Regions from separate parts of the Mus musculus genome. Here regions 2, 3, 4, 5, 6 and 7 are each linked to region 1. The links are chromatin contacts, called in public Hi-C, HiChIP or PLAC-seq and promoter capture Hi-C maps. All regions are on one chromosome and are shown on one strand. Each heading gives the region's core, a stretch centred on a gene start, on an enhancer-like site or on the middle of the called end of the contact. The rest is flanking DNA. Distances are from core to core; before and after follow the strand shown.

Region 1 (4,394 bases), core at 821-3,320:
AAAACTTCTCAGTTTTGTTTGCTTCTAATAACAAATAAGAATATAATCGTAAGCACACTTCTGAGAAAATCACTTCAGGTATTTATATTAAAATAAAGCTCAATTCAAGAAGTCCAAAGTTCGGTGTAATGGTTGAGTTTGGTTGGTTTTGTTTTTTAAGCAAAGCATGTGGGAAGTTTATACCATGACTGTATCCTGAAACTACACCCAAACATGAGTTACAATGACGCAATGGGTTTAATTTTTGCCAAGAACACCAAAAAAGAAGAGGCAGGTATCGTCCCTGAAAATGGTGATCTGCTGCTCAGTACTGATAAACTGAAGACTCCACCTGAACTTTTATAATTAAAAATATACATATACTAAATGAAAAAGCTGTCCAGTTTTATCTTCAGGGATTACAGCTCATTCTTCTTTTAATTGATCTGGAAGAGAAAGGGGTGGGGAGTTACATTTGAATTAGCTCCAGAGGCCAAAGGGTCTGTTTAAAACCAGTTTCTTAATCTTCAACTCAGTTCATTTTACCAAAGGTAACACTTGGGTGGTTTCTTCCAACCTAACACCAGTTATCTAAAAGAAACTTCATCTAAATAGGAAGCAGTCCAGACGGTGGGTAACAGAAGCATTAAATAATGCCTCTCCAAACAAGGACGAGTACACAAATTTAGAATACGAATAACCAAACCTCAGTACCAGAGGCTTTCTCAACTATGCATGCCATTTAAATTTTAAAAAACAATCCTTTCTCGTTAGAAAAAAAAAAAAAAAAAACCTGTAGTTTCTGGTCTCCCCACCCCCCAAGATACATGTTAATATACCTACCATATGCAACTAAACTTCAAGTACATTCATACATACTATCTTTTTGGAATGAAGAAGAAAAAAAAACTTTCCCTTTAAAAGGTTAGCGAATTTGCCTAATGGAAGCCAAAAGCTGTAAGACTCCACGCCTGGAAATCTCCATCCATGAGCAAGACTAATCCGGGACAAAAAGCACAAGGCAGACAGACCTCACAAAGAATGCAAATGGAGGCAGAGTGGCGAAAAAGAGTATTCATCCACTTCCCTCCCTGGAGAAAACCCAGTAAAAGCCGACAAATAAAAAGCTTTGCTTCTAAACTCCCAGCAATTTATGTTAACACAAACCCAGAGAATTATGGACGAAAGCCACCTAGCCACCGTACTGTGACTTTCGCCACTACAGGGACACCTCAGCCAAGGCGAGCCAAGGAAAAGGGCAGAAGGCATGACCTAGACCAGGGGCGCCCCCACAGCCCTGCGCACACGCAGAGACACCCACTCATCATCAACCCAAAGGACAGGGAAGCAGGGGACTCCCGGCGTCTGGTGAGGTGAGAGGGGGCAGAGGAAGTAGGAGTCCTCCCAACCCCCACCTCTGTGACTGGGATCACCCTAAGTGCCCTCCCCACATCGCCCCACTGCGGGGGCCGCCGGTGGAAATACCCCACGCCCCCGGCCCGCGGGAAGTTCTCTAGGGTTACCTAGGCGCCCCAGGGCTGCGCCTCCCCCCACTTGACCCACCCTGAGCCGTGGCACCCACAGGGGCGCGGGCAGGTTAGGCGCCAAGCCCGGAAGCCCGCGTCGCCGGACGCTTAGAGCTGGGGCCAGCCCGGGGCATCCCCGCCGAGCGCAGACGGCCGGGGGATGGCGGCGATGACCAGGGTCCAGGTCTCCTGGGTCCCGGCGGCTCGGGTCAAGTGCACCGCCATCCCCTCCCAGCTGACCCGTCCCAGAATCCGCGAGGCCTGTACACCCGTGGGACCCCCGCCGCGCGCCCTGTGCCCGCGACCCCGCCCGGGACCCCCACGCATCCCGGACGCCCCACTCAGGCCCTCCGCGCCCGGGCAGACCCCCGGGCTCTGTGCCCTCCCCATCACCCCCGCCGCCGCCGCCTCAGCGCCCCCAGAGGCCGCACGCCCCTCGCGTCCCCTCGCGACCTGCGGCCGCACCTGTGCCCGCCGTCGCCGTCGCCGTCGCTCGCCAGCCGCCTTCGCTGTGCCGGCGCCGCTCCGAACCCCACACACATCGCTACACACAGCCTCTGACGTCACCCGGCCCGCGGCCCGCCCACGTCACTGCGGAGACACGGCTTCCCGCAGACGCCGCCGCCGTCTCCGGCCGCCCGGGGGACAGCGAGGGCGGCGGGCGGGGGAGGGGAGGGAACGAAGCCAGCGGCGCCGCGCGGCCCCGCGCCAGCCAGCCCCTCGGGCGCGCGCGCCGTCTGGCCTATTGTGGCTCCCGGCGGGCTGCACACTGCAGGCTGCGCGCGCGTCCCCAGCCCCGACCGGGGCGCGCGCCTGGCGCCTCGGCCGCGCACGCGCGTGCTCCCGCTCCCCCGCCCCCCTCGCGCGTACCCCGCGCTGCTGGCCCGGCGCGCCGTCTGGGCGGCTGGCGCACGGCGCTGTCTGCGGTGCCCGGCTCAGACAGGATGTTCCCTCGGCCCCACCCCCGCCGCCCTCCTTCCTTCCTCGAGTCGCTCAGCCGGCTGTCTGGGGCCGCCCTCGCCACGCCCGCCGCCGTGTGGCGACGGGCCAGACCTGGGGGCGCCCTGGCCGCCGGGCCGCCGCGCTGCGAGGCGGGGGGGGTGAGAAGGGGGAGAGGGGGCAGGGCGCGGCGGGCTGCACTGTGCGCGACCCCGGCAGCTGGCCGCGCCCGAGGTCAGGCTCGGCCAGCAGCCCCCCTCAACCCCCGCGGCCGCAGCTGGCCGCCCGGCCCCGCCCCGGAGGTGGCCTGCGGGTGGCTCCCCGCCGCGACCCCCGGGCTGAGCCCGCCGCGCAGACGCCCCCGCGCTGCCACCGCCCCCCCCCCCGCAGCGCCACCACCTGCCCCCGTGCTCCCCGCTCCCAGTGTTGCCACCCTCCCCCCGCCCAGTGCCGACGTCGCGGGGCCTCTCGCCCCCGTGGGGCCTCCCGCCGCGGCCGCCCTGCCAGCTGCCGGTGAGCAGCCCCGCCTGGCCGCTCTGGGGTGGCCTGACCCGGCCGCCATCGCCCCAGAGTCCGCGGTTTGCGCACCGCGGGGACAGATCTTGCTGCCCCAGCTGCTCTTAGCCTCCATAAGTGACCCATTCTGATTCACTAAGCACTTTGGTTGGTGTTTTCGGGTGTGTTTTTTTCTTTCTTTCTTTCTTTTTAATTTTTCCAGAGACGGTAAGAGGTGGAGGAAGATAACCACTTTCGGCTGCCACCTCGAACCGCCGGCGGGGGTGGGTGAGGGGACTTCCTAGCCAACGTATCCAGGATAGCTCGAATATTCAACTCTGTGAAGCTAGCCCGTCATATTTCGAAACACCAAGAAATCCCCTTTTCTCCACCCCACCGCAGGATCAGGAACTGAAATAGCGCAGCGAGTAGCACTGCGCAGACTTAGGGAACTCGAGCTTCGGCGACGGTGGCGCACCCCACCCCCACCCCACCTTTTTTTTTTCTTTTTTTTTTTTTTTTTCCTTTTCTCGCCGGGTTTATTTTACCGCTTCGGGGTTACTCATGTTTGGGTCTACATTTGCAGTTGTCCAATTGGGAATACTTTTGTGCTTGAGGATTTTTCGTCCTTTTTTTTTTAACCCCCACAATAGGTCTAACAAATGTCACCTCTCATCACCGCCTCCGCCCCAGCTCCTGTCGGCCCCCATCTCCGTGCTCCCAGGTCATGCCCCTCTCCCACCTCCTACTCGACGCTTCTTGACTGCCTGTGTGAACATGAATAATTCCGCAGCACTTCCCATCTGTTATTGCCATAGAGACAGAAGCTCAGCAAAGATAATGATGTTCTGTGCAGAGCCAGTGGGGGAAGAGCAGCATCTGCGAGTCTGGGGGAATAGATGGTCTAACCGCCAGAATGTTCATAAGCCCGACTGGAAAGCTGAGGCGCAACGCCAGGATAGTCCTGAGACTGAGCACCTGGCCTCCTTGCACCTGGCTCTGGATCTAACCAGAAAAAAACAAATTTAGAAACCAAGATAACTGAGGTGTGTGTGTCTTAAGCGAGTCTGAAACTGCAATTAATGCTAAGTATTTAGTAGTCATCTTTCCAGCCATAAAAGTAATTACTTGCTAGCATGGTCAAAGGCTTGAGAAACAAAATTAATTGGATAATAGTCTTTTTAGAAAAATCAAATACATTATCTTCCTGTTCTTTTGTCCTCTCGAGGAATCTGTTTTTGAGAAAAGGGTGGTTTTATGTATATCAATTGAGACACTAGTCACAGCCCTGTGGCTAGAGTCAATCAAAACCAAGCTTTGGGGACATTTTCACCATTGTTCTTCAATTACAAAATAAAATTCACTTTGCCCTTGAATTCCCTAGGTCTTGGCCTAAAGGTAAAGGTTGGATACAAGTAGAAATAAGCAGAGTCAATGTGCCTAGCTCTGCTGCGA
Region 2 (4,394 bases), core at 717-3,216, 1.5 Mb before region 1:
CTCTTGGGATGCTGCTCTGAGCAATGAAAATCTCACTGACTCTGCTTTCCAACACACAGTACACAGGCTTGTTCTTTAAAAGTAGGGGTTCTTTTTAGAAAACTAAGAGACAGGCAACAAAACAAATACAATATGATATAATATGAAGTGGGTTTTTTTGGGTGATGAATACTTTTTACTTCTTTTAAGTATTTGGACTATTCAGCCAGGATTTCTGTCCGCATCAAATTTTCACAGATCATCAAAGACCATCAATCTTTTCGGGCTCTGCAGTTCATGTTTTGGAGCTATGGATGTCTGCTTCCCCGATCATCTCCAGAATAGATTCAGTACCCCAGGGCTTTCCACTAAGTTTCCCCAGGTGCTTGTCTTTCAATATACAGTTGACAGTAGAGTATTTCTCAGAATCCTGCCATATGGGACATGCTTGTGCACAGGATTATGAGGGAGGAAATCACAACAAAGGAAAATAAGTATCTGAGTTGGTCTAGTCAGGTGCCATGTTATGTGACTTCATGAAACAAGCAGAATCCTAGTGGGCCTCAGTTTGCTAGTCTGTGAAATGGGGATAAATGACAGAGGCAGGCTGAGGCAGGGAGCCTTAGAAATGCATGTCCTCCCTAAGTACCGGCTTCCCCTTGTCTCCAACCTTCTAGTTTAGGACTTATTACTGAAAGATGCCATCAAAAATTAGACCACTCCGGCTGCAACCTACCATCCTGACTCTTTGACGTGTAAGTCTGGTACTTCTTCATTTTCTTCTAGTATTTAATTAGGGAAAGCAAAACTTTGGGGAGAAACCACTTCATCATCCTGGTATCTTGGTGTTTTCACATCTGTGGTGGGGTGGCTTTTACACAGAGCAGATCTTCTCCCCAGTCACATTCAGACTGCTGTTTGGCCTCCTTGCCGGTAGGTATGAGTGGCTTTTATTCCAGGTTGATATGGAGCAGCTGATAAGGAAGAATGGAAGGCCGCGGGGGTGCCAAGCTCTCCTGATATTCTTTAAACCCTTCTACAGCTCTGCAAGCCTCTTTTACCCAGCTCTGTTTCTTTAAATTGTTTGACGTCAGAAAGAGAATGCTATAGCAACCGTCTGTCAAAGTGGAATTAACTCCGAAGAAAGATGGGGGTGGGGAGAGGAGCAATGCCCCTGCAGAAGAAACAAATTGGAGGGAGACATTTAGTTTATAACATGTTCAGTATAAAACGCCGGAGAAATGCGAACAAAGTCGCTTGAGATGCACTGAGGTGCACTAGTGTTTAAAGAGCAGAGACCTGGCAGGGTGCTGGGAGAAGGCCTTCCAGTCATCAGTGACCACAGAGTAACTTCCGAGAGCTGACAGTCAAGAGGGCAGGCTCTGTGCGAGCATAGGTTTGTTCAGGAATGTTTACAGCACGTTCTGGTGTTGGGGGTGGGGAGGAGGGCAGTATCACTAGCTTCGTGTTCCCAGTGAACCTCGGGCATCCACCGACGGCTGCTTGGCTGGATTGACTTCAGATTTTAGAGCCCAGTAATTGCAGACTGCATCTGTGGCTCTCCTGGCTCAACCCTGCAGCCCGCCAGAGCAGAGCAGCCTAGGCCAGGCCCAGGCGTGAAGAAGTCAGGCACTCAGCTTAGACGGCGCGTCCAGGGGCACACTGATAAATCGAAACTGCAGGGGATGCGCTTTCCGCTTCCCAAAGCCGCAGAAGCTGCACGCCTTGCCAGCGCCCACCCCCTGCACCCTGGCCCAGGCCACGCGCGCGCCCCCGCCAGCCCCCTCCCCAACACACACGCACCCTGGCCCTGCATGCGCCAATCAGCCTCCACCCAGGCCAAGCGCGTTCTGGGTTCCCCGAGCCCCTGCAAGCGCCCCCCGCCCCGACCGCGCTCGCTCCCGCCAGCCCCGACCCGAGCCACGCGCGCCGCTCTCTCGGCGCGTTCCCAGACCCTCTCCCCGGCCTCGCGCGCCCCCGCCCCCGCCCCCGCCCAGCGCGCCGCGCCCGGGTCCCCGCCCCGTCCGGCGTGCAGGGCTCTGGGTGTGGTCGCCGTCTTGTGTGGTGGAGCCAGCTAGCGGTTCGCGACCCGCAGCCGGGCGCCCAGCAGTAGCGCGGTGGTGGCGGCCGGGCTCCAGGTAGGTGGCGAGCGCAGGCGGCGGGCGTCAGGGCTCCGTGTGGACGCGGGTGGCGGGCGCTGGGCTCCGTGTGGACGCGGGCGGCCGGGCGCGGGGCTCCGTGTGGACGCGGGCTCCCCTGCGCTCTGCGAGGCCCGGGACGGCCGGAGGGTGCGTCCACCCGGGAGTCTAGAGGACGGTAGCTGCAGAGAATGCCCCCCCCCCCAACACACACACACACACACACACACACACACACACACACACACACACACACACACAGCCTCCCGCCATCTCCACCAAGTTCTCCACGGGCTGCTGGAGCCTCAGGTTGTTGTTTTTGGACTGATACTATGTCCCCAAAGCTTGGTTATTTTTAAGGTGGGTGATAACGGATTTTGGATATTTGCAAGTTTAGAACTAGAGAAAGCGGTTATTTTTTCTCGTCTTCTCCCCGCATCTCTTTCTGCGTTTTCAAAGTTGAGAGAAGGCTGACAGTGGTGGGTGATTTTGTTTTCTCTACTCCTTTCCCATCCACCCCCCCCCCAAAAAAAGGTGAGTATTATAACCTGCTGTAGACCCGCGCCCTACTAGGGAGTTGCCTTAAGACAGAATTGTAATTATTAGTCCCTTTCAATATCGCGAACTCGGACGGTGGTGACCTTTTATATATTTCAGCTTATCAGGATGTGATGGCTGGCATGCTAATGTGAGAGGGAGAGAGGTTGTCTTTTACAGGGGTCTGACCAAACTGTATATCTGGTCTTTGCCAGCATTCATTGCTGATTCTGAAAGTTTACTGTATATTTTAATATTTTGATTAAGAGCACTTAAGGAGTCTTTTGCTTTTGCATTTGGGTTTGCTGGTGAATTTGAAACCGAAATAGAAACTTTAAAAATATCATTTAATAAATATTGCCAGACCTCTTGTCTACACGTTATTAGACCATGACGCTGATTCTTCGTGCTGTGGTTTGCTTAACTGCATGCCTTAAGCCTATGAGCAATACACAGGAAGCAGTTCTGAGTTGCTGGTCTTTTATGAATAAACATTTCAGCGTGTGTTTTTACTCCTTAAAAATAGATCCTGAAATAGATCCTGGGACAATTTCAAAACTAAGAGTGGTATCTAAGTTGGGCTTTTTTTTTTTTTTTTTTTTTTTTCCCCATCACCAAATATTGTCGGAGAGTGAGTGAATTCTCTGATTTCTTTCAGGTGTGTTATTTAAGTTTGGTGGTTTGGCTATTCCTTTCTTTGCCTTGCTGGCTAGTTTAATCAGATTTATTAAAGGAATTGTTTACTGAAGCTCTGTCCTCTCATCAGGGGCAGTGAGCTATTCTGTTCTGTCATCTCTGGGTCACTCCTCAAAGGACACATTATACCTTCCACAGGCAAGGCGATGTTAAATGACTCACTGTGGCCTTGTAACTGTTAACTCAAGTTGGAGTCAGGACAAGATCCCTCTGTCCGCAGAGTGCATGCTTTTCCTGCAGAACACATTCAGTTAGTCCTAGGTCCTGGGAAGGACCCTCAGCCATCACTGATGTACACATAAAATTTCCTTGACATGTCAGAAACCTGTGCTGGTTTCTCTGCTGTGATTGGTGCCATTTACTGGTGTTACTCTGTATAGCCACCCATCAGCCATTCTGTTCCTGGCATCCCTGGGGTCAGTGACCCTTTTCCTGAGGTACAGTTACTCTATTGGCATTAAACTGGTGGTGGCTCCTACAAACTAATACCCCTATTTTGACATGGGCTCCAGAGAAACAACTACCACCACTTTGGGAGGATGGAAGCAGGGTAGCAAGCAACTCCAGGTGTTGTGGAGTTTCAGCTCCAGCAGATGAGGCAGGAGGGTGTTGTTGAAAGGGGTTCTAACCTGGGCTACAAGGAAGCCCCTGTCTCCCAACAACAACCTGCTTTATAACGTGGGAATTCTTTGATATCCTTTATGTGTTAAGCCAGATGTTCTCACAGCTGCTTCCTGTACTACCACCCCCTTACCCTGAAGCTTCTGTGTCTGGTTCTGTGGCTCCCTTACGTTGTTGTGTAAATATGGTGGTGTATCTACTGAAAACACACTTTTCTCAATGTGGTGTTCTACCTCAGTTACTGTCCTATGTCTTTCTGTCTGTCTTTCATTTTTTTCTTTCTTTTTTTTTCTCTTCTCTCTCTCTCTCTCTCTCTCTCTCTCTCTCTCTCTCTCTCTCTCTCTCTCTCTTTGTTTGTTTCGTTTTGAGACAGGGTTTCTCTGTGTAGTTTTAGCTATCCTGGAACTCCATCTATAGACCAAG
Region 3 (4,394 bases), core at 975-3,474, 1.5 Mb before region 1:
CCCACACCCCTGGTTTGAGCAAATCGGCTTATAAACAAGTTCACTATTCCCATTAAAGAAGCATCAAGAACTAGCACTGAGAAAGGATGAAAAGGTCTCTAACTCCTGGATGCCAGGAAGCAGCTTCTGAGAGCCGCAGACAGCCAGCCTGGTGAGGAGCTGCAGGACCCACCCTCAGGGGCCGCACAGCCGGTTCCACTGTTTCTAAAGGAATTCATCATTTAACCTTAACAATTCAGTCTTTACTCCAAACTAATGCTAAGACAAGGCGAATCACAACACTTCCAAAGGTGCAACCCCTGAGACAGGTCATTACCACAATCTCCGCAAGGCATCGATACTAAGAGTTAGTAACTTGTACTGAGGTCATTTCATAAAGTAACATTTCCCATCTTCCAAGTCCGCTTCCTCCTACAGTGCCTCTGCCGTTAGGATTCTCCACTGCTCGGGTGTAGAAACTGCTTCGAAAAATTCTCCAGCTCACTTTCAAGTTGAACAGCTTTATTTCTAATGAAAAGACAATGAATACACATCAACTCAATTATCCTAACAGTCTATAAGAAAAGTACGCTCTACCCAAACTTAGAAACTGCCCCTAAGCAGCTGCGGCCCCTCGATGAAACTCACGCATGGCTGGCCTGCTGTGCTCACAGGTCAGGAGCCTTGGGCTTCAACAGCAAACAGCCTAACACATGGCTTATACGGGAGTCACCCCTCGGGTCACAAGCATAACTGTCTTGGAAACTGCCTTTAAGTACTGTGTAAAGAACGAAGTTCTTTGCTACGTAAGGATCACATTAGAATCGTACTTGATGAAATCAAATTGCCTATGAGAGGAAGCTCTGACTCAACTGCCAGCCACCTATCTATGCAGCATATTTTCATTCCATTCAGGGGATGTACTCAACAGAAAATGAAATCTGTGTGGAGAGAAGAAAGGGCTTTTGGTTTTGTTTTGTTGTTTGGCTGTCTCTGAACATGTGACTAAGGTCACAGAAGTGAAGTGTACATAAGCCAAGAATGCCCTTGACTCTGCAGCAACCCTCCTGAAACGTGGGCAGAAGGGCTGAGCCCAAGCTGGTAATTAGGATTCCAAACAGTCAGGCCTTGGTGCCCTAGAACAGCTTCTAAGATGAGCGCAGACACCATTCTGATTGCACTGTGCACTCTACGCACAATACAGAGCGCACTTCCATACTCAGCGCTCACAGCCTGCTCCTAAGATGAGCGCAGACACCATTCTGATTGCACTGTGCACTCTACGCACAATACAGAGCGCACTTCCATACTCAGCGCTCACAGCCTGCTCCACACCTGGGCTCTGCTGCAGCCCACTGTTGGAAACCTGCTTGGCATGTGAATGGACTACAGATGGACTTCATGGACTACAGATACTGGCTTGCAGACTTCAGAGTACACTGGGACAGACTTGAAGCTTGCTGCAGACCCCAAACTTGATTCATACCTTGTTGAGAATCTACACCTTACAAATCTTTACAAGCATAACTGTCTTGGAAACTGCCTTTAAGTACTGTGTAAAGAACGAAGTTCTTTGCTACGTAAGGATCACATTAGAATCGTACCCATAGGTGAGTGCTGTGCTCACGGCACACTCGGGAAGGATCTATCATTGACATGAGTAGCATGTAGGCACAAACAGCTTCATTTCGCTAATTACATAAGCCCCAAAATTCAGGACACGAGGCCAGTCCTGCAACCTGCACACTGCCAAAGCTGCTCTACTGTGTAGAGCTACATGCACTGCATGCCCTGAGTTGGCAGTGCTGCTCACATGGTGTTTAACAATATACCACGACACAAGGCAAGCAGTTCATGGTTAAGAACTTGAAGTAAGTACTGCCAACTTAGGCCCGACAGTGACACCATCACCCACCCGTATCCTAGAGGATCCATAATACATCACAACAGAGCAGAATTCTTTTTATCAGGACAGCTGCACTTTCACTGCTTCAAATGCAAGTATCCTCAGGCCAGGAAAGAACAGGTTAGTTTTGGGTTTTCTCTGAGTCAGGTCTTGGGGTCTAGGATGACCTCGAACTCACTATGTCCTTGAGCATGACTTTGAACCTGCTCCTCCTAGATACCTCATTAGCATAGAGAACTCTGTGTTCTGTGCTAGGTGGCCAGTGGTCATGCTCTTTATGTGGGGAGCTGTGGTCAGGTGTTCCAGGCAGGAATCTGGTCCAGAGTACGTGAAACACTACTGTCCTCAGGTGGGTGCCAGGGCTTCTGACCCCACTGACCTCACCAAGTTTCCTGGCATGATCCACTGCCCTCAGCCCTGAAAGGAGACTTTGAACCTACTTCTGTCTCCCAGGCGCTGGGCACCCAAATGTAGCCAAAATGCCCAACTGTCATCTTTTTTTATTGGATATTTTCTTTATTTACATTTCAAATGTTATCCCCTTACCCAGTTCCCGTTCCCTGTCCCCGAAACTGCTTCTATGAAGCTCCAAGTGTCATTTTTAATTACTGAACTTTGTTCTCTCCTAGCCTAACAGCGAGTAAAGTCCTGTACGTCCCGTTTAATTCAGACGAGCTCTCCTGCTGCAACTGCCTTTTACCGGAATCCCAAAGCAGAGAGGGTTAAATGTGGACAGTCGTTTTCTTTTTTAAAAAACACTTATTTTTCCTTTCTGAGTGTTTTGCCTATGTGTGTATACATGTACCACTCGCATGCCTTGTGCTGACTAAAGCCAGAACAGGGCACAGTATCTCTTGAAAGTGGAGTTACAGGTGGCTGCTGGGTACCCTTTGCTGTATAGAGGTTTTTCAGTTTTGTAAGTTCCATGTGGATGATGGAACCCACCAAACCCAAGTAGGGTCCTCTACAAAAGCAGCTCTTAAATGATAGATATCTCTCCAGTCGCAAACATGGAAATTCTTAATTTAAAGCAACGCAGGAAGTTAATTTAAAAGTTATATTTACAAAGTCATTAATGACTTCATGTAACTACATTTTGAATGTGAGACAAAACTAGATATTCATGTTATTGATGGTGAAAAAGTTTGCCTTAAGCCAGGCAGTGGTGGCATCTTTAGTCCAAGCAGTTGGGAAGCAGAGGCAAGCAAATCTTAGTGTGAGGCTAGCCTGGTCTACAGAGAGAGCTCCAGGATAGCCAGGACTGCACAGAGAAACCCTGTCTCAAAAACAACAACAAAAACCAACAAAAGGTTTACCTTAAGAGCTTTGAGTTGTTCTGTATTTTCTCCAGTTGGTCTATCTCTTTGGATAATCTTGCAATTTCCTCTTCCAGATGTTTCTGAGTAACATCAACTTGTTGGCACAGTCGAGCAAAAGTAGTGGCCATTTCTCTAAAAGAAAAAAAGTGAATGTTTCCTAAAATGATCACATATTAAAGAGAAAAACTTTTTTTTTTTTTTTTTTTTTTTTTTGAGACAGGACTTCTCTGTGTAGCCCTGGCTGACCTGGCTGGAACTTGGACCAGGCTGGCCTCAAGCTCAGAGATCTGCCCAGCCTCTGGAGTGCTGGGATTAAAGGCACGGCCACTATGCTCCTCAGCTAAAGAGGAAATCTTTCATAGCTAAGCCACAGGGCAGCACGGCACTTATAAACGTTATTGTAATTAAAGACTGCAGCCAGAGCGCCGTGAATACAAACGGGATGTGACCACGCAGAAGGCAGACAGACGTTAAGACTGCTAGAATAAATGAGGCAGCACTACAAGACGGGCATGCAGGAGAGGACTTTCTGAACAGAGCTCCATTAGCTCAGGAATTAAGGCTTACAAAGCCTCTACACAGCATAGGACATGATCAGCCAAGTGAAGAGACCCCTGGGGTGGGGGTGGGGGCAGAGTTTTTGACAGCTGTGAATCTGACAGAGGACTAATATCCAGAACTTAAAAAGAACTAAAGAAGACAAAGAATCAAAAACAAACAAACAAACAAACAAACAAACCCCAAACTGCCTAATTAAAAAAATAGGCTTTGGATCTGAACATAGTCCTCAAGAGAAGGAAAAATGGATAAGAAATATCTCAAAAACTATTCTGTATTCTTAGCAATCAAATTAGAACAACTCTGAGGTTTCATCTTGTTAAGGCATAGGTGACATGTTAAGGCCTAGGTAACTATTACCTGTGTAGCCTACCATTTTGTGCTATTACTAATAGAAGGAAATTTTCTCATATACTGTTAGTGCTGTTACTTTGGTGTTCTTGGAGACCAATCAAATCCCAGTAGAAATCAGTCAGCCCTGCTTTGCACAGTTACCTCAGTAAGCTTGGAACTGAACCAACCACCCAGCAGCACTGCCTGCGCCTGTGTTTGAGCTTTTAGGGCTTCTTGCCTTTGTAAGCTGCCCCTGGGATGGACCCCGACAGAAGAAAGACCTGCACCAATATAAGAAG
Region 4 (4,394 bases), core at 1,189-3,688, 1.4 Mb before region 1:
TACCGTTTCTGCCATTATGCACCTAGGTTGAGAAAAAGGTTAGAAAAGCAATAATTAAGCCGGGCGTGGTGGCGCATGCCTTTAATCCCAGCCCTTGGGAGGCAGAGGCAGGCGGATTTCTGAGTTCGAGGCCAGTCTGGTCTACAGAGTGAGTTCCAGGACAGCCAGGGCTATACAGAGAAACCCTGTCTCGAAAAACCAAAAAAAGAAAAAAAAAAAAAAAGAAAAAAAAGAAAAGCAATAATTAGCCTGTGGATGACAAATGCCTGGAGTCTCAGCTACTGGGGCAGGCTGAGGCAGGGGGTGCACTCACACCAGGAAGTCCAGTTTTACCTGGACAATGCGACATAGCAGGGCTTTCCTCATCTCCAAAGCTCTACTTAAACTTAACAATGAGGGGCTTGAAGACGTGATTCAGCAGTTAAAGAGAACTGGCTGCTCTTCTAGAGGACCCAGTTCTATTCCCAGCACCCACATGGCAGTTCACAACTGTCTTAAGACTCAAGTTCCAGGGGTTCTGATGTCCTCCTCTGGCCTCCACAGACACAGGTACACACATGGTACACCAAAATTTGGTTGCATATATATGCAATCAAAATACCCGTACACATTTAAAAAAAAAAAAAAAAGCTGAATGATAAAGGTGTGGTGTTACACACCTGTGATCCCAGCCAGGAGGAGGCTGAAGCAGGCCAGCCTTGGTAAACCTTGTTCAAAACGAAAAACTCAAAATCTCTCAAAACAGTTCAGGTGGAGGAGACTAAGTTCAATCCTCCAGAAACCAAGTGGTTGAAGGAGAGAACCAACTCCAGCAAGTTGTTCTCTGCCTCCAAACACCAACTGTGAAAGTCTACCGCTTCCACATATAAGTTAAATATAATTTTAAAAACCATATGAAAACAGGGCAGTGGTGGCGCATAGTCCCAGCACTCAAAGACAGCTGGATGTCTGTGAGTTCAAGACCAGCCTGGTCTACAGAGCAAGTTCCAGGACAGTCAGGGACACACAGGGAAACCCTGTCTCAAAATCAAACAAATAAAAAACAAAAACAAAAACAAAAGAAGAAGAAGAAGAAGAAGAAGAAGAAGAAGAAGAAGAAGAAGAAGAAGAAGAAGAAGAAGAAGAAAGAAGAAATGAAATGTGCATGCCTCCAGGGCTAGGCAGATGTCTCAGTGCTTTAAAACACTTGTTGCTCTTCAGAAGGACTTAAATTGGTAGCTCACAACCACCTGTAACTCCAGTTCCAGGGGATCTTATGCCCTATTCTGACCTCAAGGGCACTGCGCAGAAACTGTGGTGAAACATGCATCCGTATATGGAAGAAAAACATACACATTAAAAAATCTAAAAACAGAGCAAACATTTAAAATCATGCTTAGTCTGATACCTGCTAGTTCATGCCTCAATTTCCTAATAGCAAAAAATTAACCTGGCCAAATAGATAAAATACTTTTTAGTATTATTTATTTATTTACAGAAACCATGTTAGTCAGAAACCAAAGATTACTCTCGAGTGATCTCCCATTAAAAAAAGAGAAATTTGCCTCCTGTCATGTTACCTGTAATTCAGTTACTCAGGAGTGTCACACAGGAAAAGCTGAAAATTCAAGTCTACAAGAGGCAACAGAGTGAGATCAAGGCTTGCCTGGGTCTCTCAGTGACACTCAGTTTAGAAACCGGTTTAGGGATACAATGGCATTTGCCTAGCATGGGAGACCTGGGAGGGGCTCAATCTTCAATCCTGGAAGAGTAGATATGTAAATAAATGTAAAATCGGTAAAAGCTAGTAACAAAAATCTTGGTTGTAATCCCTAATTTATTTTCCTCGAGTGAAGATGAAACTAGTTTAGCTAAACTAAGTTTCCCAGTTAGCGAAGAAAATAAAAGAATGCCCAAGTCTTAATGCAGTACAGACACCAAGAAGGTAGCAGCTTTCGTCACAATTACGGAGTCAAGACTTAAAGAAGGCATGAAGGAAGGCTTCAAGCCAAAGTCCCCAAACTTAAAGGAATGTTGAATTTAAAGTAAAAGACGTTCTACCTGGAAGCTCCTATGAAAAGCCACCAAAGACAAGCACACGCTAACGCTGGTGTGCGTGAAAAGAAGCGCCGTGGCCACCAGGAGGGTGGCTCCCTCCGGAATCCTGAACTGACGGCGCGGAGGAGGTGCGTGGGGAGAGGAAGCCGCGTGGGCCGAGAGCCTGCCCAGCCGGGTGGATTCCTACCTGGACAGGGCCTTCCCTCAGGCTGGCCGCCCGTCGCCCTTGCCCGGCCCGCCGCCCCGGCCCGTCAGGGCGCTCGCGCTGCGCCGGTCCGGAGCTCGAAGGTCACCCCGGACGTCGCCACCCGCCAGCGGACACTCACTCCGTCCCTGCTCCCCACTGTCACCCAGCAACCACAGCTCCGCCACAGCCCCCTGGCTGTCTCATCCTCCCGAAAGAGGGGAGGTGCCCAGAGGAGGGGCTAGGGGCGGCTACTTCCGGCGCTTCGGATCTCCTATTGGCTGACGCTTCGAGACCAGAACTGCATATATTGCGGGCGCCATTTTCCTTCAGGGCTGAAGGCGAGGTTTGTTTTGGGCAGGAGTTCTTATTAACCACTGGGCTGTTTTCTGTTCCACCTTCCAACTCCTCCCCTTGGTTTTTCCCTTCAGAGTTTTCAAAGCTCAAAGGCGCCAAGTGTGAAAAGATGTCCATGGTTATCTGAGGGTGTAGGGGGAGAAGTACCCCAAAACCACATAGATGTTTATCATGCGGGGGGGGGGGGGGGGGTCGTCAAAACTTTGACTTTTCCAATTGCTCTGGTCTTGATTGGTTTTCTGGGGTTACTGGAGTGAGCTGTGTGTGTCTACTTACTGTAAGAGGTATTACTCAAGAAAATTAATTGTTCATGATTTAAACTTTGTTAGGAATCACCTGGGAATCTTGTTAAACCATTGATTGATTGATCGAGGGTGAAGCCCAAGGACTCTACATGTTCCACCTTCCAAGAGAGGTTTCACAGCATGTGTCCTGAGAGGTTCTTTACAGAGTTAGCAAATGAGATGCTTTTGCCAGGGAAGCCCCTTTATCCATATGAATGGCAGCTACCTCATCTATAAAATACTAAAAATGCCTACTTCATGAATTGTGGGAAAGTAAATGGGTTAGGGTGTAAAGTGCTTAAAACATTGATGGGCACCTGCAAAAGTTGGATAAATAAAAATAAAAGTTGGATAAAAAAGTTGGATAAATACAGTGAATGAGATCATTTCAGACTATGACTGCTATTATGGGGGGGGGGGGAGATCAGGACAAGAGGATAGAGTGAAGAAAAATGAGCAAGGTGGAGCCAAAGAGGTATGTGTTTTCTGAAAGGATGTCATTTCTCAGGTCATTTCAGGACTGTTACTGGGAATATCTGGAGAAAAACTGTCCAAGACACATAGGAAGGACAGTGCTAAAATGGATGAGTTAAAAAAACAAGCATGAGCTGGGCGTGGTGGCACACACCTTTAATCCCAGCACTCGAGAGGCAGAGACAGGCAGATTTCTGAGTTTGAGGCCAGCCTGATCTACAAAGTGAGTTCCAAGACAACCAGAGCTATACAGAGAAACCCTGTCTCCAAAAAAAACAAACAAACAAACAAACAACAACAAAAAACAAAACAAAACAAAACAACAACAAAAAGAACTCACAAACCCGCTGTCACAGCCTCCCAAGTGCTAGAATTCAGATCTGTGCTCTCACTCTGCCTAAATTTGAAGATTTTTGTTTTGGGTTGTTTTTTGGAGACAGTGTCATTTTATATAGACAGTCCTGGGTCCTGGAACTCACTATGTAGAACAAGTTAGCCTTGGACTCACAGAGATCCAATGCCTTTGCCTCCCAGGCCAGATTTTTTAAAATGATTTTTTTCTTTTTGAGACAGGGTTTCTCTGTGTAGCCCTGGAACTCACTCCATAGACCAGGCTGGCCTTGAACTGCCTATTTCCAGGGTATATAGCCAATAAGGATCAGTACTTAAGAGACTGGGGAGAAGGCTCAAGCAGTAAAGTTCTTGCTGTGATGGCATAAAGACCTGGATCCAGATCTCTAGCCACTCATGGGGAAAACAATAATGCTGGGGGTGGGGAAATCTCTGGAGCTGGCTGGCCAGGCTAGCAAATCAGTGAGCTGAGTTCTTTGAAAGACTTGCCAGGCATGGTGGCACACACCTTTGAACCCAGCACTTGGGAGGCAGAGGCAGGAGGATTTCTGAGTTCGAGGCCAGCCTGGTCTACAGAGTGAATTCCAGGACAGCCAGTGCTACACAGAGAAACCCTGTCTTGACAAACAAAAAACAAAAAAGAAAGACTGTTTCCAAAATAAGGTGGAGACTGATAGTGAACGTTGCTCACTGTTGATCTCTAGCGG
Region 5 (4,394 bases), core at 686-3,185, 1.4 Mb before region 1:
GGGAAATGAGCTGGCCATCTTGTCAGCTTGAGAAATTTGACTTCTTAATGAAATGTGAACCATAAAAACTCATGCTCACTAGTTATCCTTTTAAAAAGACTGTTAACTATCTGAAACGTATCCTTCCCCAATTATACACAGGTGTCACTGTAGAAAACCAGGACATTTGAAATTTAATCACCTAAAATCCATTCACTCAGGAAAAAAAAAAGATAATATCGTGGTGATATATCCATAGTTTATAATTTATCATTTAAAAAAAATTTAAGCCTAAAGTGGTGGCACATGTCTTCAGTGCCAGCACTTGGGAGGCAGGGGCAGGCAGATCTCCGAGTTTGAGGCCAGCCTGGTCTACAAAGCAAGTTCCAGGACAGCCAGGGCTACACAGAGAAACCCTGTCTGGAGAAACTGAGTATTGAGACCTACACCTTTATCCCCAGCCCTCAGGCGGTAGAGACGGAGGATGTCTCTGAGTTCTTGACCAGTCTGGTCTACACAGTGAGTTCCTGGCCAGCCAGAAGTACATAGTGTTTGAAAAAAAAATTAATAGACGGGATGTGCTAATTCTGAATTTATATTTATGTTTGGGGTTAGGCAATTTGTTGTTAAAGGCATACAACACTACTGGCTTGCTCTCCACTTTTTGAGATAACATTGAAGACAGAAAAAAAAATCCCATTTTAAAAAGGCCCAACTGCCCTCTTCCACATCAACAGCAGAGCTCAGTGGCTCACAGCTGACATCCCAGCACTCAGGAGGCTGAGGCAAGATTACACATAAAGTCTCTTGTGTCCTAAAAACAAAACAAACACATCACCCACACAGAGGCATCTTGGCACCTGGAACCTTCACAACACTTAATAGTGCTTCCCATAGACAAACCTTTTCAAAGGTTTCTCATGAAACCTCGGATGTCTTCACACAATGCCTAGACACTTTTTTTGTTTGTTTTTTTCGAGACAGAGTTTCTCTGTGTAGCCCAGCTGTCCTGGAACTCACTCTGTAGATCAGGCTGGCCTTGAACTCAGAAATCCGTCTGCCTCTGCCTCCCAAGTGCTGGGTTTAAAGGTGTGCGCCACCACTGCCCCGCACCAAGACATATTTTTAAAAGGCTGTTTTCGCGCGCATGTGTAGTCCGAGATGGTGTCTGATCTGGAGGCAATCATGAACCTACTCCAACTGGGTGTTCTCTCCAGCACCCAGCACCGAATTTTTTGAGACTGGGTCGTTGCGTTTTGAAGACGTTTATAACACTTTATTTTTTCACCTCCATTAAAACAAACAAACAAAAAATATTTCCAGGGCTCAGAAGGCGCTTACAGCTAAGCCAGACGACCTGGGTGTCTTCCCTGGAACCCGCAAGGTGGGAAGAACAGCCTCTTGGAAAGTTGTCCTCTGACCTCTACACTTGCGCCATGGCACACGTGCGCATGCATACACGCAATAAGCACGTACATTTTCAAACAGAAAGAGAATTTTCCCGTTCTAATTGAAGCCCGGCGTGGTGGCACACGCCTTTCCGGCTAGCCTAGGCTACACAAGTCCCTGTCACAGATTACAGGAATTCGAAGAGCGCTGGTCTGATTGGCCTCTCCTGGGAGCCTCTGTCCGTGAGGACTCAGGGCCGGGTCCCCGCTGGACTCCAGCGTCTCCCGCGGGAGCAGCCTCCTGCAGGCCGGCATAGGCCCCCCCGCCGCCGAGTCCACCCGAGCGGCCGACACGCACCGGGCCGGGCAGGCCCCGCTCGCCCCGCGGCCCTCGCTTGGCACGCAGGCCCCGGAGGCCGGCCCTCACCTCACGTAGCAGCGCAGCTCCGGCGAGACACGCCCGGATGATGGGACGGAGGGGGCTGCCGGGCCACCGCCCGCGCCCTGCCCAGCCGCCCGCGCCCTCCCCGGCCCTGCCCTTCCCTGCCCGCCAGGCCCAGCAGCACTCACCCCGTCACCCCGCGCATGCGCCACAGCGGGCCGCGAGAGTAAAGATGGGGGACGGGGGGCGGGAACCCTAAGGATGAGGGCGTGGCCTGAGCATGGAGGGGGCGTGGCTTCATGCTAAGGGCGGGGCCTAACAGCAGGACAAGGAGAGACTAGCAGTGCTGTCTAGCGTCCCCTACGGGCACATCCGGGCCGTGCCACCTTCCCCCCTGAGGTCAGCGCTGTCCCACTCATCGGTTTCCTGGAAGGCCGCAGTGATCGATCCTCAGGGTCTTCAGGATCATTAGTGTTTCACGCATGGTGGTTGTCCTCAAATCCCAACATCCGGGCTAGATAAGTCCAGGGCCGAGAAAAAACGCGATGTGACTCGAGATGGGTCCTCAGACCACACCCTGGGTTCTTGAAGTCTTGGGAGATTGGAGGTGGAGTTAGAGAAGGGAGAGCTGAAAAAATGGCTCCCCCCAGTTAAGAGAGTTTTATTTCTCTTCTAGAGAAAGCATGCACATGATAGTTCACAAACGCCTTTACTGTAACTCAACAGCAAGGGATGTGAAGCCTCCGCAGGCATACACACCTCCCCATCCCCCCACCTAAATACAAAAATAAATAAATCCTAAAAAGAAGACCTGATGGAGTGAACCGAGGTTATCACAAAGGATTGCATTCTGTCATTTAAATCCTTTTCGTACCTTGACCGTCAATAAGCAAAGGATTAAATTAGATGAGCATAAATAACTGTGAACATTGTTTTTGAATTATCCCTCGGGCTGACAGTAGATTTCGGTGGTTGTCTGTGCTTGGCAGGGTGAGTGCTGAGGTGTGAGCCCTCAGCGTTACAAGCAACAGTCCAGAGTGCGGCTGTGTGTTTTCTTTCTCGCTCCTCCTTCAGTGTTAAGAATGGAGTCCAGGGGCTGGAGAGATGGCTCAGCTGTTAAGAAAACTGGCTCTTCCACTAGGGGATTCAGGTTTTATTCCCAACACCCACAATGAGGTTCACGTCTGAGCTCACGTGTAAATCCAGTTCTAGGTCGCCTGAAGCCTTCTGGCTTCCATGGGCGCCAGGAACACAAGTGGTGCACAGACATACATTCAGGCAAAACACTCATACAGATAAAAATAAAATATATATATTTTAAAACATTTTTAAATATAATCCTAGCTCTCATCCACTGAGCTGCCCCACCCCAACCCCCTAATCTGGGTGAGAGTTAAAGAGGTTTCAGTACAATTTGTGAGTGTTTCTCGGTTTTGTAACTAAAGCCCTTAAGGTTCAACTAATTGTACGTGAATAGCTAAATCGAGTGGGGTAACTTATATCCAAAGTCACTTGCAAAGTCCCAGCCACGGTTCGTGTGTCTCACCAGCCCAGCGCCCTGTTCTTGCTGTCAATCACCTGGTATTCAGCCGGTTGTCACTGACACCCTCCCCCAACCCCATCACCACGCCTGGGGAAGTCCAGCTGTGCGCTTTGGAGAGACAGCGCCTTTTTGTGAGATTCAGTTTGGTGACCTCATAATCTGTAGGCATTCTCCTCTTAGACATGAATATTCAGGCACACCAGTGTAACCCAAAAGGAGTAAGAGAGGGTTCGCAGACCTTCTTTATTCCTAGTATACTTAGCATCGGGTACAAAATAGGGAATTGGGGCCTGATTGATTGAAGACTGTTGAATTTATAAAGATGCTGCCGGCGGCTACGGGTTTCTCGCTGTGAATCTAGTAGAGGACACAAGGGGGAGCCATGCGATCACTGTCAGTTATAGGGTTTCTCAGGCTTGCCCTTGAGTTTGACTTAATTCTCCTCTTGCCTGCGTCACTAGAAGGGGAGGGGGGAGAGACTATGTCATGGTATTTAGACAGCATGCATCATTGTTTTCAGGGCTCCCCTTTCCCCCTCCCTGGCAAGATGTGCAGCTATGTAAAATCTTGAAAGCCCTAGGATAACATTTTACAGGAATATTTAACCACCATCCTCCCAAGTTTTTGATACAGGTGTGTCATAGCTTAAATTTTTCCTGATCACAGAAATGTGTGTTATACAATAGATAGTAGAACAGAATTGTACTGGCTAGTTTTGTGTCCACTTGACACAGCTGGAGTTATCACAGAGAAAGGAGCTTCAGTTGAGGAAATGCCTCCATGAGATCCAACTGTAAGGCATTTTCTCAATTAGTGATCAAGGGGGAAAGGCCCCTTGTGGGTGGGACCATCTCTGGGCTGGTAGTCTTGGTTCTTAAGAGAGCAGGCTAAGCAAGCCAGGGGAGGCAAGCCAGTAAGGAACATCCCTCCATGGCCTATGCATCAGCTCCTGCTTCCTGACCTGCTTGAGTTCCAGTCCTGACTTCCTTTGGTGATGAACAGCTACATGGAAGTGTAAGCCAAATAAACCCTTTCCTCCCCAATTTGCTTCTTGGTCATGATGTTTGTGCAGGAATAGAAACCCTGACTAAGACAAGAATGA
Region 6 (4,394 bases), core at 949-3,448, 1.4 Mb before region 1:
TGTCACCTCTCCTCTACACATCAGTTTACTAGCTATGACACCAGACACGTGAGATTGCAGGACGCAGGTCACTCGGTGATCTGATGTAACACCATCCCTAGGATTCTATTTTAATTGGGAAAGAAAATCAGCCATGGAGCCAATTATCATTTTTCCTGTGTCCTAAACTCCATGCATCCTGTAGGAGCTGAGAAGGATGAATAAGAGAAATGTCTTTATCTTTGAAGCGACACTACTCTGCAGGCCAACAGAAGACAAGCATCGGTGATTTCAGACTCACCACCGGTAGCCATGGCTACCATGGTAAAGATGGGAAGGTTGACTACAAACTAGTTAATAACTGAGGAGGAGCAAGGCAGAGTGGAGCTGCAAGAACAGGAGACCGGAGAAAAAGGCTGCCTGAGACAAAAGTATGAGAGGGGCTGGAGAAATGGCTCTGTGTTTAAGAGAACCAAGGTTCACTTCCCACTACCCATAGCCACACCATCTGACATGCCAGTTAGTTCTGGATCTGATTCTCTTTTCTGGCCTCTGCGGGCACTATTCATGCCTGTAAACATGTAGGCAAAACAGTCATACACATTAAATGAACAAATTAATTCATTACAAATGATGAGATATGCTCTTTCTCTCTCTCTCTCTCTCCCTGGTGGATATGGCTCAAGATGCGAGTGCTCAATTGTTCCTTCACTGTGTTATCATGGACTCTAACTCTCTGAAGCTGCAAGCCCAGTTAAACACTTCCTTGTAGAAGTTGCCTTGGTCATGGTGCTTTATCACGGCAGCAGAAAAGAAATGCATACAGTTAGAATTCTTCAGTTGTAAGAATAGAATTCATAGGAGGTTATACAGCTGGCCCTGCTCAAGCTGCTTTCACTGGGTCAGCTGGTCTCCTGTAGCCTGTCTGGACGCAGCAGGCAAAACTAGGAAAGGGCAAACCGAAAGGTTCACACGTAGCCCCTCACTTCTGTCCTATTCTCCAACTGCCACACTCCCTATAGAAAGTCCGTAGGTTCCTCCCGTCCTTGCGAGCACCTCTTCCCCACAGGAGAGGGTTCACCCTTCGATGTTTTGAAAGAAGTAGTATCCATTTTCTGTTGAGGTCAGTCTGGACATTTGCTGCCTCCTGTGTCTTTAATCTGCTTCAGAAATCTAACAAATATACTGTGATAAATCAACATGACCCAAAACAACCTGGGGAGAAAGGGCTTATTTGTACTGTATACACTTGGACACCACAGTTCATCACCGAGGGAAGCCAGGGCAGGAACTCAAACAGGACAGGGACCTGGACACAGGAAGGGGCCTTGGCGGAGTGTGGCTTACTTGTTCGCCTCCATGGCTTAGCCGACCTGCTTTTTTTTTTAGCACCTAGTGCTACCTCCCTGAGCTCTGACCCTCTTGCCTTTGCCTTCTGAGTGGAAACTATTGTGCCAGCTGTAAATCTAATTTTAAAAATTAAACGAATTAATATTATGATTGCCAGGTGTGTGTGTGCATGACCTGTTTGTGCGCTTGTGTGGAATTCGAAGGACAGTTTGGTAGACTTGGCTCTTTCACCTTCCACCTTCACTGGTGTCTGGGCATGGAGCTCAGGTCACCAGGCTTGGCCAGATGACCTTTTACCCACTGAGTCACCTCACAGGTTTGTAAAGCTATTCTTTTATTCAGAACAATTTTATTCAGAAAAGGCTACTATATTAAGCCTGTACCCAAACATAATATTTTGAAAAAAGAAGGGAATGTGTCTGGGACAGAACATTTCCTCTTCTTACACGTTGTGTATTGGGTATGTCTGTCCCCAATTACAGAGTCCCTGGGGCCTCAGAACTTTCCACAGTCCTATTGGTCTCTATGACAATGCACCTGGTGAATTCAGAGGAAACACAGGTGTCAGGTGGAACAGGCGCCAGGCAATGCTGGGGGAGTGTTGTTGGCTACAGAACCACCTAGGTACTCCATGAGCAACTATACCTGAACGTTGCTTTGCAGCCAGGCTGCCTGAGTTCCCACCTCTCTAGGAAACTTCTAGAGGACCCCGCCAGCTCTGGATGCAGCAGGGGTCCTGGTGTCTGTGGCTAGGCAGGGAATTGGCAACTCCCTCTGGGACTCCACTTCCGATGATGCTTAAGCCTCCTGCGCTCTAAAAGGGCACAACTCAGGCGGGGAGCATCCGATCCAGACATCTCCTGGCCTCATGCAGCCCTTCAGCATCCCTGTCCAAATCACGCTACAGGGTGGCCGGAGGCGCCAAGGGAGGTAAGTTCCCCACCTGAATCTCCCATCAGTGTGCCTCCTGCTAATCAAGGCCAGTGTGGCTACAATGCGGCATGCTGAAAGCTGAGTTTGGTAGGTGCTTTGAGGAGGCCAGCTTGCAATGCCTCCCAGGTACCCCTACCACCCACCTCTACCCCACCCCCACCTTTGGTTGCTGTTTTGAGACAGGCTGTCATGTAGCCCAGGCTGGCCTCAAGTTCTCTATATTGTTAAGAATGATCCTCCTGCCTCCTGATCTCCAGTGCTGGGATTCCAGGTGTGGACCACTCTCTACCTGGGTACACAGGTGACACAGGTGGTGTGGGCTATGGATCCCAGCACTGAAAGCAGTGCTCAGCAATATATCTCTTGTACGAAAGAACAAAGAAATGACACCAGCCTTTGGTCTTGTTGGTGAAGCCTTAATGGTCCAGACCAAGATTCAGGTTCCAGCTCCCCACCGAGGCAGCTGCATGACTCTGGGTCTTTGCCCCTCATCTTATCTTGAAATAGAGATACTTGTCTTTGTGTGCTCTAGCACGGTGGTGCCTTCCTGGAACTCTCTAAACTAGACAGGCCTGCATATATTATGTACATTCTAGCTTTATTATTATTATTATTATTATTATTATTATTATTATTATTAAGACAGCATCTCACATAGCCTGGGCTGACTGCAAACATGCTCTGTACCTGATGCTGACTTTGAACTGCTCTTTCTGCCTCCACCTCTCAAGTGTAGAGATTACTGGTATTAACCACCCAACTATACTGAGTAAGTGGGAAGTGAAAAAGATTATTTTAGGACCCTTCTCCCCAAGGGTATGCAAAGCAGAAGAATTTTGAAGTTCAGAGGAGTGGGGCCTTGAACTCCTGTGTGAGAGTTGGGGCAGCAGGACAGTCAGAAATGGGCAGAGGAGAGCCATACCAGGCTTTTGAAATATGATATTAGAAATGTTCTGGTACATTCTTGGGAAGAGGACACCTTGAAGCCAAGCTCTCCCACTATAGAAAACTTGGGTGGCTCTTAGCAATATAAGCAGAACTGGGAGCTGGGTACTCATTAACCTCCAGCTTTAACTACTCTACTGGGTATTTGGTTTAGGGCATGAAGGAGAGGCATTGGATGGGTTGGGCGTGGGTTCCAGGCTGGTAGAAGGGTCAGACCACAAAGTAGAGAGGCTCGCCCAGCTATGAGCTAATGCCTTTATGAGCAGGCAATTACAGCAAGTCGCTTCGTGGCAGGAGACAGAATAGCAACCAAGCCAGCGAGTGAACGTGAAGATGCTCCTCATGACACAAGCAAGGTGGAAGACAGTCCAGTCTGCCCCCAACGCATCCCTATGCTCACTTCCCTTCCTGACATGCAGAGGTGGATAGCTTCTTATTGCTCCCACCCTGCACTTGGTGGTGGCTTTTTATCAACCTCACTTGCTGTTTCACAAAAAGTTGCTAAGCAATTTTGTATTTTTTTTTAAAAAAGCAAATACCCAGAAAGATTCAGGCAATGACAAAAACCTTTCAGCTGAAACAAACTTCAGGGAGGTAGTAGTTGAATGCGCATGCCCAGCGTCACAAACGCATGGGGATCCTCATTAGGTGAATTGTGACGCGTGGCTGAGCTACCTCGAGTTCTTGCTCAGTTCAGATGTTAAAGGGCAAGGCTGCTGGTTTCTGTCCGGATCACACCCAGGCAAGCTATGGAGCTAGAGCTAGACTGTTCACGCTGTTAGCAACTCAGTTTGCCTCAGCCTGAGAAGGTGGCATGGGAGCCTCAGCTGTGCTCTGATTTGATTGGAAAGTCATCCTCTGCAGGGAGAACTCTGCAGGGAAGACTGGGCAGGGAGGACTGGGCAGGGAGGACTGGGCAGGGAGGACTGAGCAGGGAGGACTGGGCAGGGAGGACTGAGCAGGGAGGACTGGGCAGGGAGGACTGGGCAGGGAGGATTGGGCAGGGAGGACTGCGCAGGGAGGACTGCGCAGGGAGGACTGCGCAGGGAGGACTGGGCAGGGAGGACTGCGCAGGGAGGATCAAGCAAGGAAGACAGGGCAGAGAGGAACGGGCACAGAGGATACTGGTTGATGTCTTCAGGACATCAATATTCCTGGTTGAAAAAAAAATTAAAATGCTACTGGCT
Region 7 (4,394 bases), core at 768-3,267, 1.3 Mb before region 1:
ACTGTTTAAACTCTGTTCAGTAGAGAAGACTAAGACAGTGAGCTGGCTTTAAAAAGTTATCACCGCCTACTTTATATGAGTATTCTCTTTCTAAATTTAGACGGTTTTTGAAGGGAGTAGTGATTGGGGATAGAGGACCTATGGCTGGAGGGAAGCAAGGCGTCTAGGACCCGCAGGTGCTGTTACCAGTCTGCAACACACATCCAGCTCTCAAGGGAATCCTCTCTCACAAACTCACTGCTCTACTTAGCTCCCTGTACTCAATGACCTGTCTTTATCTACAGGCATCTTACTTGAAAGTTTAAAAACCTTAGATAAGCTCAATGTTTTTGTATCTGTGTATTCATCTTTCAACTCCTTCCACTTGAGCAGGCTTGCTTTCAAGCATTATACTCTGTCACCAATAAAATAGCAACATTTGTTCCTTATTTCCCTTCTGATGATTTTACTATTCTGATGTGGTAACATTTGCTTCAATCACTCGTTCTGCAATTTTTTTTAAATGTGTACTTGCCTATTTTGCTTATTTTGAAAAATGAACGATTTAAAAAAAAATATGGATGACTACATATTTCCTATTGTCTCCCTTTAAAAAGTCCCACAACACGAGGTGGAAAAAAACAAAAAAACAAAAAAAAAACCCAAAACCCTAAGTCAACAAAACCCAAACCCAAAAAACAAAACCAAACACCAAACCAACAGTACCCTTTCAGATAATTTTGACAGATACTGCAGAACAGTTAATCTGGTAATTAAAAATTTCCAGAACACGTGATGTTTATTTATACCGTGATCTACGCTGTCAACCAGAACCCGACGCTTTAGTTTGAAACAAAAATACCTTACAACTTGAATTCACAGACACGGTGGTAGATTCTTGGATTGCAGTTGCAGTGGGAGCCCACTAATCAAAACACCGTGTTTTGATTTGTCCAAATTAATTTAGCAACACAGTATCTTTTATTTTTATTTTTCTTGGCCCAGGACTTTTCTTACAACGCATCATTAAACACAAGAGATTCGACATCACACGATGTCAACAAATACCAAGAGAGGCTAGCTTCCAATATGGTCTAAAGTGATTCAAAAGTTGCAGTGGCAACGGCCAGACCGGAGCTACCTGGGCTCTATCTACCCAAGCCGGTTTCCCCAGGGTCCCGCGAGCCCACGCCCCGCGTGTGCACAAAGGCGCAGTGGAGGCACGAGCTTTGGGCTGCAGTCTACTCTGTCCCCCACAGACGCAGGCTGCACAAGCCCTCCGCTGGTCTTCCATCTACCCACGTAGAGCGGAGGCTGACACCGTCCGCGAGCGGCAGAAGAGGCCGCACGGTCCCTGGATCGCAGGGGAGGCACGGAGAAGACGAGCGCCCGCGAGCCGACACCCGGCTCCGGAAAGGAAGGCCCGGCGAGAGTGAGGGCGGCGGGGCTCGCCAACACCCGACCCCGGGGCGTGCGGCCCTGCGTGCCCTTCCCGGCCTCGCTGCGATCGCGCGATGGAGGAGGACCGGGCGGAGGCCGGGTACGAGGAGAGGGGCCGGGAGCCCGCCCGCCCGCCCGCCCGGAGCCCGCCCTCCCTGCCATCTACTCACGCTCCGGCTTCTCTAGGCTGCGCGGCTCCCGCCGCATCGGGTCCCGGCCCCGCGGGCGGCGGCGGCGGCGGCGCCGAGGGAGAGGACAGCGGGCGGCGCGGCGCCCGCCTCCCGGGCCCTCTCCCCCGCCGCTGCGGAGCGGCCCGGCCGGGCCCGAGCGCTGCCTCGCCGGCCGCCCCAGCCCCAGCCTCGGCCGCCGCGGCACCGGAACTGCCGCTCGCTCGAACGCTCTCTCCGCTCGGCGCCGGCCCCGCCGCACGCCCCCACCCCCGGCTCCGCTCGCCGGCGCCCGGGCTCTTTTTCCTTTTGTTTCCAGAATAAACTTTATTGGTCTCTCTTTCCGCTCACATCGTGTAAACAAACAACGAACTCTTCCCCACCCCCTCGGCTCCCCCCTCCTGGGGCAGAGGAGGGTGAGAGCTGAGGAGGGGCCGAACTTGCAACGCCCCGGAAACAGGGCTGCAAAGACCGGAAGTGAGGCGGAGAAGAGGCCGGGCAATGGGCAAGTTCGGGAACAGTGACTCACTGCGCCTGCGTCCTGCTCTTCCGCCCCGAGTGGCAGTGCGAGTCAGCGCTGCAGTCGTAGCTCAGGCGGTGGTGTCATCCTGGGACGGCGGACGTGTCAAACCTATTAGCTTCTTCCAGCGGCAGTCTGTCTTGGGAGAAGCAGACAGGAAAGTCGGGAGCGAGGGATGCCCAAAGAGGAAACGAAAGGAGGGCAAGATGAAGGGTGGCTCTCCCAAATTGGATGCGGATTTCAGGAAGAAGTCTTTTGCAAACACTGGTTTAAATTGTAACCCACTCCGATAGCCCTCTGCAGTCTTTAGAGGTCTTTGGCTATGTCCAGTCTGTTTTCCTTGTATCCCAGCTATAGAAGCTGTGTTACTTTTTCATTTTTGAGGCTTCAAAATAGTTATGCTGGCTTTAAGTACGATTCAACGTGGTGAGGTACTGCCTAAGGTTTTGGTTGCAAGGAATGAGATATGTTGACTTTTAAACGATGCAACCCCAGTAATCCCACCACTCAGGAGGCTGCCGGATCTCTGAATTCCTGAGTTCGAGGCCAGCCTGGTCGAGAGGCGGGGGCGGCAACAGACGGACAGACAGACAGTCGGTATCCTGCGTTTCTCTCCTTACGGGTCTTTTATCATATTGAAAAAGCCTAAGGTCCAGAATCGAAGTCAGAGCCAAGTCCGGCAGCCTAGTGCCCCCTGGAATTTTTAAAGTGTAGAGGACAGGAAATACACTCAAAACTGCCACGCGTCCTCAACCTCGTCTTAAGGATTCATTCCTCTGTGTTTTACTGGACTGTCTGTATTTCCTGTTTTCTTTCTTTTCCACCCTAAGGCCTCGTTTTAATCTCACATTCCAGGGAATCTGAGTTTTAAAATATTTAACTAGTCGTGTCCGGCAGTTTCAGAACACCCTTATCCCCGGTCGAGGAGTTAAATAACCTTGAATTTCATAGTTAATCTTAGGTCCTAAAAGCATCATTACTTAAATTGTGCTTCCTGTGTGATATTAATAGATAATACTTGGTCAGGGAATTTTATGCTGGGAATAGTTTGCTTTCTAATTTTTTTTTTTTTTTTTTTTTTTTTTTTTTGGTTTTTCGAGACAGGGTTTCTCTGTGTAGCCCTGGCTGTCCTGGAACTCACTTTGTAGACCAGGCTGGCCTCGAACTCAGAAATCCGTCTGCCTCTGCCTCCCGAGTGCTGGGGTTAAAACCACGCCCAGCTGGGTTTTTTGGGTTTGTTTGTTTGTTTGTTTGTTTTTTAAGCTAGGGGCCAAACTGGGGACTTTGTGTATGCTAGCAAGTCCCCTACTACAGAATTACAGCCTTGAATTCTTTCTGCAGTATTGCTAAATGTTTAAAGTATGTTACACATCTGTGGGATAGAATCATTAAAATACTGAAAGAAAAATGCTTTAGAGGAAAAGAAAAGTTACTTATTATTATATTATTAGACTGTGAAGCAAGCAAACCAAAATGCATCAGAATTAAATAATTTCACCATAATTCTTCCTTTATTAGAATTAACTTATTTACTTATGTATTGAGACAGGATCTAGACATGAGCCCATGGGTTGGCCTCTGTCTCAGCACAGTCTTCCTGCTTCATCAGACCAAGTACTGAGATTACAGGTGTGAAACATCACAACTGGTTAATACCATCCTAAGCATTTTGAGGCCGAGATGTCCACAATAAAGCTATTGTTTCATGCCAAATCACTAAAATTATGACCATAGTTATTTGTTTCTAGGTTGGGTTTTTTTTTGTTGTTGTTGTTTTTTGTTTGTTTTTTTTTTTTTTTTTTGACGCAATGTCTTAGTAGCTCCTGCTGGCCTTGAACATTCTGTACTTCTGTGGATGAATTTGAAATGGTGGTCCTTTGGCTTCTGCCTTCCAAGTATGGGGTTAGAGGCATGTACAATTATTCTCCTGCCTTCGGATTTACTACCATTGCTGGGGTGATGATTCACAATGATTATGAATTTCACTGGATCAAGAAACACCTATGGAAACTGCTGAGACTCACCTCTGGGTGTGTCTGGTGGCATTTCCCAAGACAGGTAGATCAGGAAGGCTCTGAAAAAAAAATCAATGGATTAATCCTTTGATGGATTCATAGTATAATGGCAGTGTTGGGAGGTGGTGGTAGGGAAGTGGTGGGATTCAGGGCCCAGGGGGAGGAAGTAGATCAGGGAGGTTAGGGGAAGGCTCTATCTTGCCCTGGTCTCTTCCTATATTTTCCTCTCTCTGCTTTGAGCTCCAAGAAGTGAGAAACAGTCTACTACACTCC

The links. Promoter capture Hi-C pulls out the DNA fragments that hold promoters and counts their contacts. A called contact is a pair of places that touch in the nucleus more often than the background predicts. HiChIP or PLAC-seq counts read pairs in DNA pulled down with a chosen protein or histone mark. Capture Hi-C pulls out chosen DNA fragments and counts their contacts.
Region 2: a contact with region 1 is called in a promoter capture Hi-C map of embryonic stem cells, with 5 times the contacts expected there. The contact joins the promoter of Gnb4 here to the promoter of Skil in region 1. A contact is called at or near these places in 11 of 39 promoter capture datasets (the 3T3-L1 cell line, the C10 cell line, the HPC-7 cell line and 6 more), 1 of 484 Hi-C or Micro-C datasets (embryonic stem cells) and 6 of 115 datasets of contacts at active chromatin or transcription factors (bone marrow-derived dendritic cells, embryonic stem cells, large pre-B cells and 2 more).
Region 3: a promoter capture Hi-C map of liver shows a contact between it and region 1, with 4 times the contacts expected there. The contact joins the enhancer-like site here to the promoter of Skil in region 1. A contact is called at or near these places in 3 of 39 promoter capture datasets (the 3T3-L1 cell line and liver) and 2 of 115 datasets of contacts at active chromatin or transcription factors (bone marrow-derived dendritic cells and large pre-B cells).
Region 4: a contact with region 1 is called in an H3K27ac HiChIP or PLAC-seq map of thymic regulatory T cells, with 10 times the contacts expected there. The contact joins the promoter of Mfn1 here to the promoter of Skil in region 1. A contact is called at or near these places in 8 of 39 promoter capture datasets (the 3T3-L1 cell line, 3T3-L1-derived adipocytes, cranial neural crest and 3 more) and 5 of 115 datasets of contacts at active chromatin or transcription factors (bone marrow-derived dendritic cells, embryonic stem cells, forebrain and 2 more).
Region 5: a promoter capture Hi-C map of liver shows a contact between it and region 1, with 5 times the contacts expected there. The contact joins the promoter of Zfp639 here to the promoter of Skil in region 1. A contact is called at or near these places in 10 of 39 promoter capture datasets (the 3T3-L1 cell line, the C10 cell line, cranial neural crest and 5 more), 4 of 484 Hi-C or Micro-C datasets (B cells, CD4 T cells, CD8 T cells and 1 more), 8 of 115 datasets of contacts at active chromatin or transcription factors (astrocytes, bone marrow-derived dendritic cells, embryonic forebrain and 5 more) and 1 of 9 other capture datasets (liver).
Region 6: a Hi-C map of B cells shows a contact between it and region 1, with 9 read pairs. The contact joins the promoter of Kcnmb3 here to the promoter of Skil in region 1. A contact is called at or near these places in 7 of 39 promoter capture datasets (3T3-L1-derived adipocytes, the C10 cell line, hippocampal neurons and 2 more), 2 of 484 Hi-C or Micro-C datasets (B cells and CD4 T cells) and 3 of 115 datasets of contacts at active chromatin or transcription factors (embryonic stem cells, large pre-B cells and pro-B cells).
Region 7: an H3K27ac HiChIP or PLAC-seq map of bone marrow-derived dendritic cells shows a contact between it and region 1, with 13 times the contacts expected there. The contact joins the promoter of Pik3ca here to the promoter of Skil in region 1. A contact is called at or near these places in 12 of 39 promoter capture datasets (the 3T3-L1 cell line, 3T3-L1-derived adipocytes, the C10 cell line and 7 more), 3 of 484 Hi-C or Micro-C datasets (CD4 T cells and embryonic stem cells), 10 of 115 datasets of contacts at active chromatin or transcription factors (acute myeloid leukemia, astrocytes, bone marrow-derived dendritic cells and 7 more) and 2 of 9 other capture datasets (adipose tissue and liver).

The regions. Positions count from the first base shown.
Region 1 is chr3:31,092,734-31,097,127 of GRCm38.p6, reverse strand. It overlaps Skil (SKI-like), which reads right to left and starts at 2,070. Exons shown (of 7, transcript NM_001039090.2): 1 at 1,971-2,070; 2 at 1-425.
Region 2 is chr3:32,614,162-32,618,555 of GRCm38.p6, reverse strand. Gnb4 (guanine nucleotide binding protein (G protein), beta 4) reads left to right here and starts at 1,966. Exons shown (of 10, transcript NM_013531.5): 1 at 1,966-2,117. Gm52622 (a long non-coding RNA gene) reads right to left here and starts at 1,945. Exons shown (of 2, transcript XR_003954599.1): 1 at 1,279-1,945; 2 at 72-1,153.
Region 3 is chr3:32,573,176-32,577,569 of GRCm38.p6, reverse strand. Mfn1 (mitofusin 1) reads right to left here. Exons shown (of 18, transcript NM_024200.4): 17 at 3,202-3,336; 18 at 1-507. The coding sequence ends at 429. Among named protein-coding and RNA genes, the nearest start is that of Gnb4, 41 kb to the left of the region's middle. Within about 2 kb of position 2,224, at least 7 of the 459 cell types and tissues checked have an H3K27ac peak or open chromatin away from gene starts, as enhancers often do. A contact at or near this core is called in liver, where this site is marked.
Region 4 is chr3:32,527,526-32,531,919 of GRCm38.p6, reverse strand. Mfn1 (mitofusin 1) reads right to left here and starts at 2,438. Exons shown (of 18, transcript NM_024200.4): 1 at 2,225-2,438; 2 at 1-22. The coding sequence starts at 15.
Region 5 is chr3:32,508,133-32,512,526 of GRCm38.p6, reverse strand. It overlaps Zfp639 (zinc finger protein 639), which reads right to left and starts at 1,935. Exons shown (of 7, transcript NM_144519.4): 1 at 1,795-1,935.
Region 6 is chr3:32,489,773-32,494,166 of GRCm38.p6, reverse strand. It overlaps Kcnmb3 (potassium large conductance calcium-activated channel, subfamily M, beta member 3), which reads left to right and starts at 2,198. Exons shown (of 4, transcript NM_001195074.1): 1 at 2,198-2,259. The coding sequence starts at 2,198.
Region 7 is chr3:32,394,688-32,399,081 of GRCm38.p6, reverse strand. It overlaps Pik3ca (phosphatidylinositol-4,5-bisphosphate 3-kinase catalytic subunit alpha), which reads right to left and starts at 2,017. Exons shown (of 21, transcript NM_008839.3): 1 at 1,590-2,017.